Linked DNA regions of Arachis hypogaea: region 1 is linked to region 2. Evidence: chromatin contacts called from public Hi-C data. All regions are on one chromosome and are shown on one strand. Each heading gives the region's core, a stretch centred on a gene start, on an enhancer-like site or on the middle of the called end of the contact. The rest is flanking DNA. Distances are from core to core; before and after follow the strand shown.

Region 1 (5,806 bases), core at 1,098-3,597, 150 kb after region 2:
TTTTGTGCCAGCTCCATCAACTCATCCACTGACTAGTATGGAAACAGTTTATATTCTTCACCCACTTCCAGTTTCAACCCGTTCAAGAAGAGGTCCATTAGCGATTCTGGTGTGTGGAGACCTCCCACTACCTGAACCACGTGAATGTCCTTCCTTCCATCACAAAGGTGACGAATGTGAGCCATTCCTCCTTTAGCACTGCGCGTAGCAAAAAAAATTGCTCCATGCATTCAATCCAAACCACCATGTCATCATTGTGGAAGATCGAAAATTCTAGCTTCCACCATTGCTTTAGCGTGCCACGATTTCCCGCCAACCAGCCTGGTGCGATCCCAGTGAACCATGCTTGTTCCAATTAAGCGCACGATTTTCGAACGATCCATTCTGGAATCGAAACGCTAAAGTGTCTCCTGCATCGATTGGCACATCTCCTCCATGCGCGACTTGATTGTGTCAAATTGTGTCTCCTTTTTCGTTGATCTCGATTGCATCATTCAGCGCCAAGATCATCAAGCTTAGATACCAGTTGATAGGATCTAGCAGAAATTAGAAAATTTTATTCATGAACTAAGAATTATAAATCATAGTCTCTTACTGAAATAACACTATTACACTATTGAATCTAATCAACTCTAGAGAGAGTTTTCTCTCTTGAACTAACAGCAAAACAGATTTTTCTAACTAACTAGAACTAATTAGTTCCTAATATTTATTACGGGCAGGTAAGTCTAGATTATTGCTCATAACCTGCTAAACTAGTTTAGAAGAACTAACCAACAGCCAACCAACAACAATTATAAATTAAGTAGTGAAAATTTAACTTATCTACTCCTTATTTCTCTTCCTATAAACCAATTCAAATTTGTTCTTATCAAAGGCATACGTAGATGATAACAATTGCTGGCGTTGAAAGTTAGACCGTTTCATTAGTTAATAATCGAATGATTAGAGTATAAAGTTACTTACAAAATTACAACATTACGTGGAATAAAACACATTTTTACCATTACTGTAAAATTTTCCCTCTTAATTTTGGAGAAGGCGGCCTATTATGCAATAAAATACATACAGGCTCACTCCAAATCAACGATGTTCCTCGCTACAAAACCAAGATAAATAGACATGTGAATTTCACAATCACATGTAAAATAGAACATTATAGTTGCGGAACAAATAATCTCATCATCATCATCATCATTTGTGTAGAGTGAGTGATGATCCTTCCATAGGAGTGAAAGTGTGAAACTTTTAATGTGAGATTGGAATGGAATTGACTAATGCAGTCCCATTGTAGAAAGTCCGATGCAAATTTCATCTGTGGGGGCATTCTTAGACTACTATATTTGTTTGATATGAGAGACACACAAAATTATGGAATTCAGATTCTGCTGTCTTCTTTATTGCTCGACAAATTATAAGGTAACAAAGTAACAAACACATTGGTGCCTCACATGGCACCCACGTGGGTCTTCCCTCTAGCAAAAACGCAAGTGAATTGTGACTCAAGTCATAATATCCTTTCTCCCGTCAATTTTTTTTTTTTCATTTTGTTTTAATTTTCAAAGGAAATGTACTTAATTACCACTTCAGTACTTCACCTCAAAATTATGTGATTTTTTTATTTTTTAATTTTACATTCTACACCTTTGAAGAAGAGGAAAACGGAATGCAGCATGAATAGAAGGGAGAAAACGATATACATGATTATTTTTTTTCATAACTATGATTTTATTTAGAGAAAAAAAAAAAAAACTTAAATCCCATGTCGCCTGCTTGACTATTTAACATTAAACAAAACCCAGTCTTTTTTTTTTGGGTTGGTAACTAAAGGGGGGATTTAACAGTATATCAAATTATCAATATATTGTCACATTTCTTTTGATTTATTTACTTCAAAGAGTAAGCTGGTGGAGGTGCATATTCATTCTTTCATGGATAATCAGTCCGAAAATAAAATAAATTTATTAAAAATATATATGCCATACATCTTTGATGGGTATGCATGTGTGTCCACATCAAGTTGGATAATTCAGAAATTCCCAGATATATTTGGAGTCTTATAAATTCCTTTTATCGTCCAAAAATCAACATACTCTATTAAAAAGAAATACCTCATAATAAATTTAATTTTTGTACATTGTAAATATAAATAATTTTTAAATAAATATTTAATTGGATTACTATTTATATATTAATAAAAATATAATTTATATTATTTACTATGACCATTTATGGAATCTAATTAAATTGTTTGCATTCTAAGTGTAAGAAAATTTAAAATCATATAAACACTCCTAACAAATAAAGCCAAAAATACATAAAAAGCAAACAAATGTCATAGACTCATAGGCATGAAGAGGGGAACATTAAATTGTTTTGAGCCCAATCCCCATGTAATGAAAAGGATAGAAAGATAATATTGGAAAAATTTTGGACAGTTAAAAATCGTTGAAGATGAGAAGCTGATAAACACAAAAAGGGGAACAAGAGGTGGCTGTGGATTTTTTTTCCAATCTCATCAGAGATCAGTCACTCTCAACCTCAAGGGTCTCTCTCTCTCTATTCAGATTTCAGATGCAAAACCCTACTTAGCATTTATTACATTTTTTTTTCTACATTTGCATAAAGAACCCATCAAATAAATAAAAAAAAAGAAAGGAACTTTACATGGTCTTTATTCGTAGTCCCCCTTCTGCTTAGTGATAGGTCTTTCTCTTCCAAATTGGTTGGAATTAGGTAAAGTTCACTCCTTTTCTGTAATTGATTTCTGGGTTTCGTTCGCTTGAGCTTTGAGTTTTGTTGCTGAAGCCTGAAAATTACATTTTGCAGGAACTGAAGGACGAGCAAGTGGTGAAAAGTGATGATTTTTCATTCATCACAAGCTATGAATTCTCCAATTCACGCTCCTTCATCTCCTTCCTCTTCTTCTTGCTCTTATATTCGCTGTCCTCCGCCATGTCTCACTCATGCTTCTCGCAATTTCAAGTTTCCTCTGTAAGTATTGCTTTCGGCCTTTACTCCCATTAGTGATTATTCCGTGTTTTTATCAATGTTCGGGTAACTATTCATATAGGTATCTTCGGTATTCAGCAGTGTTTCATAGCACATACTTGAAGTCTAGTTGTTAGGACTTAAATATGGACTCATTTAGCTAGAAGCACCATGTTCTGACATCGGAGTTAGTTACCCTGCCTATTAAATTGTTAAAAATCTGAGATCCAATTCTAAATAGGGTTATTTTCGTTGCTTATATTGTGTCCACAATGTCCACAACAAAAAGTTAATTTCTATATTGAGTATTCCTTTAGTGTTTATTATTGGCATTATAAGATTGCTTTTTTAACATAAAATATTCCATTGGTTAAGGAAATATTATAATGTTATGTCAACTACTCTTTGTTCCCTCTGAAGTTTACCGAAAGTGTCGAAGACCATAAGCTTTCGTTTATAATTTTGTTTCCATTGGGCAGAAAACCCAACTTAATCCTGGCTTTCTAAATAAGCATGTGTTGTATGCTATGAGCCCTTTTGCTTGCCTGTTCCAAACATTTGGTATGAACATCTTAATGCCAAAAGTATGTTTTTAACATGTTCTTATTAAAATTTTTATTCATGTAATTCAGTTATCTTATTGCTAAATGTTAGTAGATTTTGCAAAGTTTTTTAATATTTTTTACTTTCATAGGTTGTTGCCACAGGCAATCTGCATCTCCCAAAAGATGTATCGCTGTTCTGGAGGCCAAGCGGAGACTTCAACTACCGCTAACCCCTTGAAGAATTACACCATGGGAAGATGTTCGCCAGGATGGTCTGAAGCACAACCCTTTATTTCCAAGCAATCACTCAGGCGGCACTTGTTGCCGGTTGATGCTTTAGTTACTCCAACAGCTCAAGATGTTTCTGATTCTGGTACACCTCTTGTTGGTGATGATAAGATTGGAGTGTTATTGTTAAACCTTGGAGGACCAGAGACTCTAGATGATGTGCAGCCTTTTCTGTTTAACCTTTTTGCTGATCCTGTACTACTCTAGCTTTAACCCTCTATTCATCTGAATGATTGTTTTTATTTCTATATAGGCTGAGATGAACTAAAATGTTCAATTTCTTATTTTTTGTTGGATAGTTATTTGTTGTTTGCAACTATGCAGGATATTATACGATTGCCAAGGTTATTTAGTTTTCTTCAAAAACCGCTAGCCCAATTTGTCTCTGTGGTACGAGCACCAAAGAGCAAAGAAGGCTATGCTTCAATTGGTGGTGGATCTCCTCTTAGACGTATGACTGATGAACAGGCATGATGCTTCCTGATGGCTTTTTTTTAATACTATCACCGGTTGATTACAAATCTTCTGAACAAATAAAAGTTAGAACTTCTTTATCTGAGATGAAATATTGCTTGTTGGTAATTATAATTTTAGCATTGTGGAATTTTTAGTTGTCTCATCCTTAATTTCTTTGTTCCTTTTTCCTGACCACTCAAGTGCAATTTTTAAGCTTTCACTAGTCCATATGATTTTCAACTGACTTCAATTTTTTTTGCTAACATAACATGTCTACACCAACAAATACTTCCCCCTTTTCTTTTTCTGTTATTATTATAACCCTTTTAATGATTCTCTACACAGGCAGAAGAGTTAAGGAAATCTCTTTGGGTCAAGAATGTCCCAGCCAAAGTTTATGTCGGGATGCGTTACTGGCATCCATTTACTGAAGAAGCAATTGAACAGGTATTTGATAAAAATATTAAATTGGATGGCATTTGATTAAGATTATGCCTCCTCATAGCAACTTCTTCTCAGTTTCAATTAAGATTATCTCACAATACCCCATATGGTATCATAAACAGCACACTGCCATAGAGGAGGATATAGTAAACACTAAACAGGGTGGAAGGCACCTGATATGACACAGATGAACTGATACTTGTCATAGTAATTGATGTAACTTTATTTTTGTTTATCTGTTTATGTTATATTCTCATTCTAGTTATGATTTTTCGTCGTGTAGATTAAAAGGGATGGCATTACAAAGCTTGTTGTGCTTCCCCTTTATCCACAATTTTCAATATCAACTAGCGGTTCAAGTCTGCGTCTCTTGGAGAGTATATTCCGGTAATTATTATAAAATGCACTGATGTGTACACTTCAATATTCATCTGACATTTTGTATTATTATGAATTATTTGTTGTTCTTCAGCGAGGATGAGTATCTAGTCAACATGCAGCATACAGTAATACCTTCATGGTACCAACGTGAAGGATACATAAAGGCCATGGCAAATTTAATTGAAAATGAGCTGAAAACTTTTGACCATCCTGAGGAGGTACTGGATCATTTCTTTCGATTTATGTTTTAAAGGAAAGAATAAACAGGAAAAGTGTGCTTCCTTGACATTTGTATCTTATCATTGCCATTCTTCCACTTCAAATATAAACAGCATAACATTTGTTGCCATTGTATAATTATTTCTGGTTAGGATATAGCCAAACAAAACGTAGGAGTAGCTTTACTTAATTTTATTGAAAATATTCATTGTTAACCTTAGTAGCTGATGTGTACTGCAGGTCATGATATTCTTTAGTGCACATGGGGTGCCTCTTGCTTATGTGGAAGAGGCTGGTGATCCATACAAGGCTGAAATGGAGGAATGTGTGGATTTAATCATGGAAGAGCTTGAGAAAAGAAAGATAACAAATCAATACACCCTTGCTTATCAGGTAGCTACTAAGACTAAGAGAACTTGACCATTAGTCATCAAGACTCGAGTGGGATTTCGTTTTAGATTTTCTAACAATTGATCACAATT
Region 2 (5,576 bases), core at 374-2,873:
CTCAGGAACCTCTGCCTCTTCTCCTCATCAGAGAATGTCTTCTTATACAGCTCCTTGTTCTCGAACTCGCCGAATATGTTGTAACAAACAGGGTGTCCTTCTTTGTCGAATCCATGCATGAACACCACCTTCTCCAGTTCATCACAATCTAAATTCTCCTCCATTAGCTCATCGATTCCGAACTCTTTCCTCCACCGGATTGTATTCTTCATCATGGCGAAAGCGTCTTTCACTTTGAAGTCTCTGGCGCGCAGGAACTTCAAGAGGATGACGTCGCTTCTTTCGTCTGCAAGAAGTGGTATCCCCCAAATGGATACCTCTTCCGGTGGCAATGGCACGTCCTCCTTGGCTTCTTGGCAAACTTTCTGTGCCGGTGGATGTGGACTTTCTGTTGTTGAAACAGAGACAGCAACAACGGTCTCTTCAATAGCCTCAACAGTTTTTGCACCATCATCATCAATGGATGGAGCAGCCACCACCTTTTCTTCAACCTCAACCACTGCGGTTTCTTTCACTTCTTCTCCCACCTCGTCCTCGTTGTCTGTTTTCGTGGCAGGTTCAGAAGCTTTTTCTTCCTCTTTCGTTTCACTTTCTTTCTCAGCAGTTACAGCTTCTTCAGGCTTGTGTTGTTGCTTGGGTTGGTTAGGGACAGAGAATTGGTGGTTATTAAGAGCTTCCTGAACGAGGCTCTTGAGTTCTTGTAGCGCCTTGTTGTGGGTCTCAGGGAGATCAGAAAGCTTGGTGCTTTCTTCCTTGAAGGTTCCGGATTCCGGAAGCTTGGAGAGGTGAGTGCCCAAAGTCACGGGCTGCTTCTTCTCTTCCTCGGCCTCAGGCGGCGGAACATGTGTAACCACCACCGCCTCTTGGTTCTTTGGAGCTTCCTCGGCCATCATCAATGAAGATGTTTAAGATGGTGAGTAATTTGATGGAAAGGGGTTAGAGAACGAGGGTTTATGTAGAGGAGAACGTGCCAGCTTGGAACATGATATGGGACCCACATTCACAAACGTGGGACCTCTTCTTCTTCGCAGCACACCCCACGTTCTATATTTCTCTTTCTAATGCAATGTTCTTATCTCATAAATCAACGGCGCCATTGCCGCTTACCCACTTCTCATCATGCTTTTTCTTCTAACTTATTTCTTAAAACAAATATTCCGATTATTTTATAAAGTCATGAAATGAAATAACAAATCTGTATCTGTATCTGTATCACCACTTTATAAAATATATTCAAACTCAAGTTACATACACATCATTTCTGCTCATCAAATTATTATCCAATAGGATGGACCTACATACCGTTGTTCACACCCACACCACTCTCATCTCAAATTGATTTCCATTTTCCAACCCGACACTCATGTTCGTGTATCAATTTTAATTCCATATAATATATAATATATAGCATTTATTTGGAAAACGGTCCTGTAATGATAACTATACCGGCCCATAATAATAATGAATTGAAGAAGAACTAAATAGAAAACAGAAATACACTAACATTAAAAAGAGGGTAAGGAATAACGTTAGCAGCTTATGAGGTCGAGTAGGTACTTTACTTTATGCGGTTCAGCCCTCTGCATGTTTTTGCTTTGTTGTCCCTTGCAACTATCTAGCTGTACCTTCCATTGCATCCAGGCCGTTAAAGTGTTTTCGATGTGGCCCACATTAGCACAGCATGCATTTTCATTGCATTGGATCTCTTTTTCCTTTTCTTTTTTGGGATGACATAAATTTAAATTACTTTTGAATTAAAAAATGACCTGTTAGTAAGAATAATAATAATAACAACATAATTGTTCTTTTACTAAATGACCCTAAAAAGGTAAATTTTGCCCTCCCACACTTGGTTAGCCAAATAACTTGACTTTCTTGTTTATATATGCGACGAGTAAAAAATGTATTTGGGAACCTTCCAACTCTAAAACAAACAAACAGGTTCTTACAGGACAATGTGAAATTATGGAGTAATTATTAGTTTATTATCTCTAGATAGCAAGAAACAAGAATACATGGATGTTCTTAAATTTTTGGTCTTGGTTAATGAGAAACAAACAAACAAGAGGACAAGAAAACCAAAGAACAAAACACAGGTATACTACATATGGCAAAATGGACCACACACCACACACCACGCACATTCACATTCTTCTTCAAAAGATTCAATGGTCGGCCCAATAATAGACCAACACATGCTGCTCCTTTGCCTATTAATAGTTCAATGAAGCCCAATGCAATGGATCATCGGCGAACTTCTTTTCTCTAAGGCCCATATCTTAAGGCCCAAAAAGATGACAAAAGAAAAAGATTGCAAAACCCTAACTCCCCCCGGGTTCCCGCTTCCTTCAGCCTTCAGCAGTTCGTTCGGCCTCCTCGAGTTCCCCTGTCGTCGCCGCTGCCAGCTTCCTCGATTACCTCGTCGCCACTGATCTAAAACACTGATCCGCCGTCTGCCCCTTCCGGCATTCTGTTTCTCGCGACTGACTGCACCTGCCTCGTCGCCGACAGCTTCTGCCACGCAGCCGACTACTTCTCCTCCATCTGCAGGTTTTTTTTCTTTTTTTTTTTTTCTGTTTGATACTTTGATTTGAAATTAATCTTTGTGTTTTTTAAATTTTTGTTTGTTTGTTAATCTTCTGAATTTGTATCTCTGTTTGTTTGAAATTGTTCCATTACCGCTCGCCGTTGTTGACGTATTTTTTTAATTCGGGATTTGTTTTTCCTTATTTTGAATCTAGTCGTATAAATGCAGAGTCTCTTCTTTATTATCGAATTTGCATTTGGTGTTTGATGAAACCCTAAACAAAATACATGTTTTGTCACTAGGTTCTGACAAAGATTGTAACACTGTTTTCACTCCAATGACGAAGAAGAAGAAGAACGGTTGTAAAGTGACCTGTAATCAGGAGCTGAAAGAGGATGATAATGTTGTGCACGAGCAAGAAGAAGAGGAGAAGCCATCTCAGAAGAAGGCAGGTAGTGAAATTGATGAAATATTCGCTGGGAAAAAGAGAAAGAAATCTGATGATGAGAAAACAAATAATGACAAGAAGAAGATGAAGAAAAAGAAGAAGAAGACCAAAGAGCAAGATGATAATGATGATGGTGGCTTTCTAGACAAACCTTCCCGATCAAGAAAGAAAACCAGTGATGGGCTCACAATCTACACTGAAGATGAGTTGGGCCTCAATAAGGCAGATGCTGGAGGTACTCCGCTCTGTCCATTTGATTGTTCTTGCTGCTTTTGATGCTTTGCCGGAAACTTTGCTTTGTGATTTTGACCCTTTCTACTTGGATGCATTGCCTTTTTTCTTTCTTATTATACTTTTAGTAGGATCAAAATAGGGTTCAGGTTACCTTGTGATGGGATCAGTTGGAATTTTGGAGCAGAGTTACAATAGCTCTCGTTGTTGTCCTTCCTCTGTAATGTAATTGTGTATGCAATTATGCATAGGTATTAGTAATTTATTAATGAAATAGTGGAAAATCTTTTGAAGTCCTTAATCTCATTACATTCAACTCTTTTCTTTTTCTTCCCCTTTTTATAGAATTTCTCATGTTCAATTTGGATGTTGTTCTTAGTTCTTACTGCTTAAGTAATGCGCCAAAGCAATATCTGTTATGTACTTACTATAGTTTCTATAGGCATTGGTTTTAGAATCTGTTTCTGAATCTTTATAGAATGATGATTCCCAGAAAGAACATTCATTTTGTTTGGTGGTATTAGTTTTTGTCCAAGTAACTATATTTGCTATGCCTTCTTTGATGGAACTATAAAAATATAGGAGGCAACGTTGCAACTTGCAAGCACCTAGAGTTTGCAAGGTTGCAAGCACCTAAAATATGCATATTTAAGGTAAAAGTCTGTAGTTATGATCTACAAGACTATAGGCACTTGCTTGTGTTAAAACAAAAATTATGTGGCAGTAGTTTGAGTCCAACGTATTTGTAGTTATTTGACATGAGATATTATGTTAACTCCACAATTCATTTGCCATCAAATGAAGTTCTAATAACACCCGCACCCATTCAAATATATTAAGTCAAATTATTATTATCAATAGCACAATTCCATAACATCAGACCTTTCAATCTTGTGAAAGCAGTATACATATACATTATGCATTAGGATTCCGAAGTGACATAGCCCTTCCATTTTTCTGTTTATTTTTTTTATTTTCCGAATTGAGCATTGAGCAACACATTTCTTTTTTTCTTTGGGCTGTCCAAACAATACCTTACATTATTAGCGAAGGAATAATCAAATATTATCACAGACCTTGTCACTTGAGTGATACTGAAACACGTAGGAGAGAGAACTGATACCAACGTGCTTGGCTCTTTTTTTTTCCCTTATAATATTAAATTTATTATGCTTATAAATTATTCCTCTTTGTTTATTGAAGAAATCTATACGATTATAAAGTTACAATTAACATGAATAGTTTCTTTTGTCAATTACAATCAATGGTGACAATGACCAATGGGAACGAAACAACATGAAGGAATATTCGGTCAATGTCTCAACAATGAGACACAGGCTTGGGCTGCACTCTGTTGAAGACCATTGATAGAAGAGTTATTACATGACATCTAAAAGCAGCAATGTGGTTCAATTTTTCGTATACATTTCCCCCCATTCTAACATCTTTTTCCCTTACTTTATATCTACCTTTGTCTGATTAGAGAACCTCTTGTAATAGATTCATATTACAGGCCTTTAAAAGGAGTAAAGAAAATAAAAGGAGTGTATAGTAGTATAGTACTAGTTGTTAGAAGGAAAATATAATAATCTTTACTCTATAAGGTACATTTACGGTAATACCCAATAGTAGGTTGGCATCTATTTGTTTCAGCGTTGTGAATGTAATGAATGAATGAATGAATCAATGTGATGACAATGATGGGTATATGTAACTAACAGTGTTGTTCAATCTTTCCTAGCCATGATGCACTTTAACTAATCATCCTTCATTTTGTTTTCCTTTTCTTTATCTACTCTGACAACGATGTAATGGTTAAAATAGCATTCACTCTTGTGCAGCTAATACAAACAGCATGCGAAACTTACGCACTGCCAGGTGCCAACAATAGATATCAATATCATCATCGTTATTATTAGGATAAATCAATAAATAAATAAATAAAGGAGATTAACTACATTTAGATTCTGTATTAAATCTATATAAATCGTTACATAGTGTAAGGTTTTAAGAATCTACAAATAAACCGCTCAGGCATGTCGTGATTTATGTTGAAACGAAAAAGCAACAGAAATGCTACAAGCGGTAGCGATTTACGAAGGGAAACACAAATACATAAAATGCAAAATACAATAGCAAGTTACATGAATTTGGTAATCCTTGAGAGAGTGTAGTGATTTATGGTTGATAACTGATTTATAAATATTGACTGAACGTGATTTTGATGTAGAGTTGTTAAATACAATGTCTAGTAAAGATCATTTTTTAATTTTTGTACACTACAAAGGGAAGATTTAGAAAAGCAAAGATAGAGTATAAAGTTTATTTTCAAAAATTTTTTGAGTGTTTTTATCCATTCATCAAATATTT

What was found. Hi-C and Micro-C count contacts between places; a contact is called where the count stands out from the background.
Region 1: a Hi-C map of leaf shows a contact between it and region 2, with 10 times the contacts expected there. The contact joins the promoter of LOC112791042 here to the promoter of LOC112791037 in region 2. A contact is called at or near these places in 4 of 8 Hi-C or Micro-C datasets (leaf and an unstated tissue).

What each region holds. Positions count from the first base shown.
Region 1 is chr3:117,820,404-117,826,209 of arahy.Tifrunner.gnm2.J5K5, forward strand. LOC112791042 (ferrochelatase-2, chloroplastic) reads left to right here and starts at 2,348. Exons shown (of 11, transcript XM_025833721.3): 1 at 2,348-2,736; 2 at 2,830-2,994; 3 at 3,686-4,019; 4 at 4,149-4,292; 5 at 4,626-4,727; 6 at 5,008-5,111; 7 at 5,197-5,323; 8 at 5,565-5,717. The coding sequence starts at 2,861.
Region 2 is chr3:117,674,449-117,680,024 of arahy.Tifrunner.gnm2.J5K5, forward strand. It overlaps LOC112791037 (patellin-3), which reads right to left and starts at 1,624. Exons shown (of 4, transcript XM_025833717.3): 1 at 1-1,624. The coding sequence starts at 893. It overlaps LOC112791039 (a long non-coding RNA gene), which reads left to right and starts at 2,242. Exons shown (of 2, transcript XR_011880199.1): 1 at 2,242-2,550; 2 at 2,830-3,499.